Linked DNA regions of Capsicum annuum: region 2 is linked to region 1. A link is a contact called in public Hi-C data. All regions are on one chromosome and are shown on one strand. Each heading gives the region's core, a stretch centred on a gene start, on an enhancer-like site or on the middle of the called end of the contact. The rest is flanking DNA. Distances are from core to core; before and after follow the strand shown.

Region 1 (3,296 bases), core at 275-2,774:
CATATCTGTCTCATGCATTGCATCACATAACTTGCATTCTATGTACTTTATCTTAGTCCTGCTTAACCTGAAAGATCTAAAATCAAAGATCAATCTCCAAACTTTCAGCCTACCGTTAACTTCACCATGTGTCGTCAATTAATATGATATCATATGCAAATAACATACACCATGAAACCTTCTATTAAATATGCCTTGTTTATTCATCTTTCACCAATGCATATAAGGTGGACTATGAGTTTATCCCTGATGCAACCTTATATTGACTTGAAAGTGTTCAGAGTTTCCTCTCTTATGTCTTGACTCCATTTTATATATCCTTAATCACTCTAATGTATGCCACATGTACATCTTTACATTCCATGCATCTCCATAAATTTTTCTCCATTAGACGATTATTGTTAGTATTTTGTTGAGTCAATATGGTTGGAATTCATAGCAAACCTAGACAATGTGGCATAAAAAAACTCCTAAGGATATATTGGGTGATTTGTACATCTTTGGACTTAAAATATAGCTAAATTCGACATGGAAAAACTCATAACGAAAATGTAGTGTATATTCGGTTATATCACACAAATTTATTCATATATATACACCAATATACTGATATACAAGAAATACATTGATATATGTGGAAGATATACATGAATACACAAGGAATATATAAGGTATATGCATGGTAGATGATGTCGTTTCGAACCTCAAGTTTTTATCTGAATATCAGCTCCAACCTACTTCAAATCATTCTCCAAGAATCTCCAAAATTTATATTTAAACGGATTATTACCCAAATGAATAAATTACAATTGCACCAGATGTAAAAATTCGAACCAAGCATCAATAAAGGAATGGAGGTGGGGTGGGAGGGAGCCCATGAACAATGTGAAAGAGAAGGAAGAAGGAACGATCCTTTGGTTAGGTTCGAACTTGATGGAATAGAGTGAATTATGATTACGATGATGGGAATTGGCTTACACGTGTCTTCTAAGCATTTCTTTACATATTGCGGAAAATATTTTTGGGATCTCATTCACTCGCTTAATTTCAAGCTAGTTTCTTGTTATTTTAGTGGACAGCGCTCGTGATTTGTTGGTAACGTCTATGGGCTATCTTGTGCTAATAATAAAAAGTTTGTGCTATTTTATGTTGTTTACTGAGTATGATTGTTATGAAATGTCAAATTTTTTTTTAACTCATTCAAATTCAATTTATTCGTTGAGTATGATTGTTATGAAATGTCAAATTTTCTTTTAACTCGTTCAAATTCAATTTATTCGTTGAGTATGATTGTTATGAAATGTCAAATTTTCTTTTAACTCATTCAAATTCAATCTATTCGTTCATTTGACGCCCCTACGTTCAGTCAAACATTGTAAATAGTATATGCTGAAATGATTTATCATATCCCTCCAAGATTCTCTGTGTTGGTCTTTTTTCAAATTAAGAAGTTCTCAATGAGGGAAGGAAAAGAAAGGCAATTTCTCTTTATTTAAAAAGATTGGTCCACGGGAGTTGAACAGGTGAGTTAGTTATTATACATAGAAGATAGAAGTGTTAAATTTAAAAAGGAGAAGACTGTCTTGGAATCTAATGTATATATTGCCTGGAAACCACTTCAATCTTTGTAAAGTTTCAAGTATAAAAGTTTATCTTTCACATGAATCCCACTCCAGCCTCTTTAGCAACCTTTTCCTTCCTCTATTATTGATTCACAATCAATTATTGTTTTCGGGAAAAAAGAAATGAAAAATTGACTTTTCCTACCAAAAAGAAAAGGGAAAATTCATTTGGCCACAAAATTTGGCCATAATAATAATAAATTTTATTCACACAGTAAATTAGCTTTCTTTTGAACATTTTTGCCCCTTTCATCTTAAATTTAAAATTCTTTCATTACTTGTTTTATTACTCTTTCCCAATACATTGGAAACTATCCCAATACATGAGAATGGACAATTTAACATAATTTTCATAAATATGATTGCATAGTACTTATTGCTTGAAAAGAATAGTCTAGGATAAAAATAATAATATAAAATTAATTAATTATATTCTCATATATCAAAAATCAGTGTGACCAAAGTAGTATTATAATTATACGTTTTATCATATAAATAATTCTTATTTTTTTAATCTTTAATTTTAAATTTTAAATCTCTTTAGTTTATATAGATAAATAGGAGATATAGATATATATCTTAAAACCTATCAATATTTTGAATAACTTTTAGTTTTTTATTTTTGTTGAAATCTGATTCGTAGTTTAGTATTACATAAAATAAGCAATTATCAAAATTTCCAACACAAAAAGTTAATTATTTTTTTATGAATTCAGTTGTATAATTTTAATTATGCTATAATTTTTCTCATGGTAATTCAAATGATTTTTTTTTCATTTCAAATATTTTCTATCTATTTTTAGAAGTAGAGCAGAAAAAAGTCAACATAACATTTAAAAATTTTGCATAAAAATTTTCTTTTCTCCGTCACTTACTTTTTGCATAAAAAATTTCTTAGTTGGCAAAAAAAATTACCCTATATTAATCTTACACTTAAATTATATATACATGATAAGAAAAATACATAAAGAAAAGAATAAAAAATATTTACGATTTTTAAAATTAAAAGTTTGCATAGTTAAATAATTTTTAATATAATATGACAATATTTTAATAAAAATAATAAAAACTTAAATCACTTTAGACGTGGTAGACATTGACAAGTTATAAAAATCATATAGTTCATAAGCGTGTCGACTTTGATTAACAATAACCTAAGAGAGTCACACATTGATATTGTAGTCTTGCGTCACTATGTTACGCCGATTTGATAACTTAGAAACCATTATTTATATTTTTATTAATATATATGACTTCTAATTAAGGAACTATATTAATTTTTATGTTTATACAAATTTAAACTACATATTTGAATAGTTTTTTTAAAAAATATAGTTTAAAATATTTCAATAGCGATAGTCAAAGCTCAAATTACTTTAGACATGATATCGACACAAAATAAAAATCATATAGTTCAAAAAAAGTCGATATTGGTTAAACATCAATTCAAGAAAGTCACACATTATATTAATGTTATAGTCTTGTGATCCTACGTACTTTAATTATTATATTTGTTAACGGGTGAATTAAAAATATACAATTATTAACTTTTGAATCATTAATTATATTTGTTATTAATATGAACTTTAACTAAGTAATTTTATTTTTATGTTTAAAAAAATTGAACATATATAAATAGTTTTAAAATATAATTAAAAAATATTTCTACAACGA
Region 2 (3,296 bases), core at 209-2,708, 150 kb before region 1:
TAGATATAGATTTATACCATAAAAATTTATGGTATATTTATATATTATATAAATTATATTTATATCATAAAAATACATGGTATATTTATACCATACAAATTATATTTATATCATATAAATTATATTTATACTATAAACATACATGGTATATTTTAGATATAAAAAATGTATATCATGTAATACTGAAAATGTATATTTATATTTAATAAATATTTTTTTAACAAGAAAAGTACTTCCGACATAATGAGATATACCATGAATATTTATCCTATAAATTATATCAAAAATATAATAATAATAATCTAATTTTGACATAAATTTTATTTATACAACAAAAATACATGGTACATCTGTACTTCCAACATAATGACTTTATTCCATAAATATTTATACATAAAAAATTATGATTAACCCATTACATTAAATTTAAAATACACGATAATGAAATAATATTCGATGATAACATACATGAAAACAAAACGAAACATACACGAGCAAATAATGAAATACTTAATTTATTTAAAAATATTTGAATTTTGAATATAAGAGAGAGAAAGATTTGAAAGCACGGATTATCTTTTCCACTTTTAATTTGAAGATTGAAAATATATCTTTTCAATTAAGGTGAATTGAAAATTAGTTATAGTGTAAAATTGAGAATTATAATTATCTTTTCTAATTTTTTTTAAATGGCTATATATGTAAAAAAAAAATAATTATTTTTGTAATATTAAAAACATACTATTATTTATGTAATTAAATTTTAAGGATGACTATTTCATATAATTTACTTAAATAAAAGGGCAAAATAGGTCCAATAGGTAGATGAGAAGGGTATTTTAGGCCTAATAGATAGGTGAAAAGGGTATTTTAGGCTCAATAGGTAGACAAAGTGCGTTTTTGTACCATTTTATATAATTGAAAGATATTTTAGGCCATTTTTCATTTTCTTAATAAGTGTCTCAACTAAAAATGTGACAAGTAAAATCGAAGAGTAGATAATAGTCACATTAGTCAATTTACATCCCTTATTAATTTTTTCTTAAAAGTTGTGCAAAATTTATACTACATCCAACTATTTTAAAATAGATAATAAAGTCATATTAATCAATTTACATTCTTTATTATTTTTTTTTTTAAAATTCTGCAAAATTTATATTGCATGCTAACTATTTTAAAACGAATAGAATATATCAAAACTAAAAACATTAGATAATATGAACCGCAACAAAGTGAAGAAAAAGAAGTCTTAAAACACTGTATAATATGAAATGCACTAAAGTGAAAAAAGTCTTAAAAAATTATACTATTTCAAATATTAAAATATATTACAGTAATATTACTAATCATTTCTTATTTAACAACAACAACAAAAATCAAAGAGGGTGAGCGTGGAGGGTGGGGGTAAGGGTGGGAGGGAGAACTAAGAAGCAATATCAATAAAACAAAAATGAAAACCTTTCCTATAATTTGCAAAGACCAAGACAAAAAAGGCAATACACAATAACAATATCATTAGACTTATGAGGCTGTGAGGAGGACCAAATTCGGTGATTCTCGTTTAAATATAAGAGTAATCCGCCTCTGACAACTAGCAAGTATCTTGTAAAATTAATTTAGGTGTGAATAATCTGATTCCAACGTCATAAATATAAATAATAAATCGGTGTTTAGACAATTAAAATAGTTCCAAATCTAGGATTTGTCATACATCTTTTTCTTTTCTTTTTTTAATTTGGTAAGAAAAATAGGTTTTGGCAGCTGGAATATTTTTTTTTACCATCAAAGAAACTTCACGTCGATATTTTACCCTTTCTCTGTATTTTAATCTTCAAATGGAACAAAACGAAAAGTAAAAAAGAAAACCCAATTACATGCACAACCAACTAAAGCGAGAATTACCAACATGGTTTGTGGTGCAGTGGATGGGGACATGGGGTTACTCCACCCTTAACCAGAGGTTGAGGGTTTAACCCTGGGTATGGAGAAAACTTTATTGAGAGCGCTGTCACCTTAATGGATCCTACAACGCGTGATCTGAATTAGTCGGGGATCCAATACGGACACCAAACATCGGATGAGAAACCAAAAAAAAAACTAAAGCGAGAATTTCCAGTGAATTACATTTTTAGCTATGATAATTAACAGCCATTTGAGTTGATCCTAGTACTTTGATCTTGTAGTCTGTGTGCCTCGCAAATCACAGGCTAGTCAAACGGTACATTAAAAACTATACCAATATAATATAAGATAGATTACATGTAATAAGCTGTGTGAAGATAGTTTGATGATGTGAAAATTATCTATGCATACAATGTATTTTTTGAAAAAATTGTGTTTATTAAAATATATATCTTAAATTCAATAATAATTATCAGATTAAAATTTATTAAAACAACTTTTCTATCTCAGATTAAGCTATGTGAAGAAAGTTTGATGATGTAAAAATTAGAGAGAAAGCATCAAAAAAACTCGTGAACTTGTCCGCGCAACTTATTTTAGCACTTAAACTAAACTTTTATTTATTTATTCCCTTACATCTTTAAAGTGAATTAATTTCAACCCTAGTGCTGACGTGACGTTTTTTTTAAATGAAAAAAAAAAGCGTGAATATTTGGTTTAAAAAAATACTAATATTATATATATATATATATATATATATGCTCCCGCGCGATGCACAGTCATTTTACGTGAAAATTGAATCATTAAAATATTTTATGCAGATAAAAATAACGTTAGAGAATAAGTATGATTTACACGACAATATTCTCGGTATAAATAAAATTATATGTATTATAATTCTTAGTTGTCTAAGTTATTCCCTTTTTAATAAAAATTTTCATTTTGTTACTTAAGTTTTAAATGGATTGTAAGTACAAATATTTTTACTTTGTCTCTTTACACTCTTCTTCCAATATAGAATTTGAGATTTAATTTATTTAAGTTAATTTTTAAAATTTACTAATAAATTTCCTACGGGCTACTGCAAATAAGAAAAAGTGACCCCCCCTATTGAAATTTATCGCTATAATAGCACCAAGTTCAATTGATATGTTTAATACAATTCATTTATTTATCAGGCCTGAAGTACGTAAATAATATTATTACATATTATGTTAAGTCATCAATAATATCTAAAGAAGATCATTTGGTAATTAAAAAGAATATAGGATATATCTTCTAGCATGCATGATTACATTCGTGTGGTATTGCCACAGTCATCACTGTTTTGCTTCTCAACGATTTATGACTAATGAAAAAGATTATTTATTTAGGAAATTGTTTACCATTTCTTT

Evidence for each region. A called contact is a pair of places that touch in the nucleus more often than the background predicts.
Region 2: a Hi-C map of placenta shows a contact between it and region 1, with 3 times the contacts expected there. The contact joins two enhancer-like sites. A contact is called at or near these places in 2 of 5 Hi-C or Micro-C datasets (leaf and placenta).

Annotation. Positions count from the first base shown.
Region 1 is chr4:132,464,924-132,468,219 of UCD10Xv1.1, reverse strand. No RefSeq gene overlaps it. Among protein-coding and RNA genes, the nearest start is that of LOC124897986, 150 kb to the right of the region's middle. Within about 2 kb of position 1,524, at least 3 of the 5 cell types and tissues checked have an H3K27ac peak or open chromatin away from gene starts, as enhancers often do.
Region 2 is chr4:132,617,778-132,621,073 of UCD10Xv1.1, reverse strand. No RefSeq gene overlaps it. Among protein-coding and RNA genes, the nearest start is that of LOC107869683, 46 kb to the left of the region's middle. Within about 2 kb of position 1,458, at least 3 of the 5 cell types and tissues checked have an H3K27ac peak or open chromatin away from gene starts, as enhancers often do.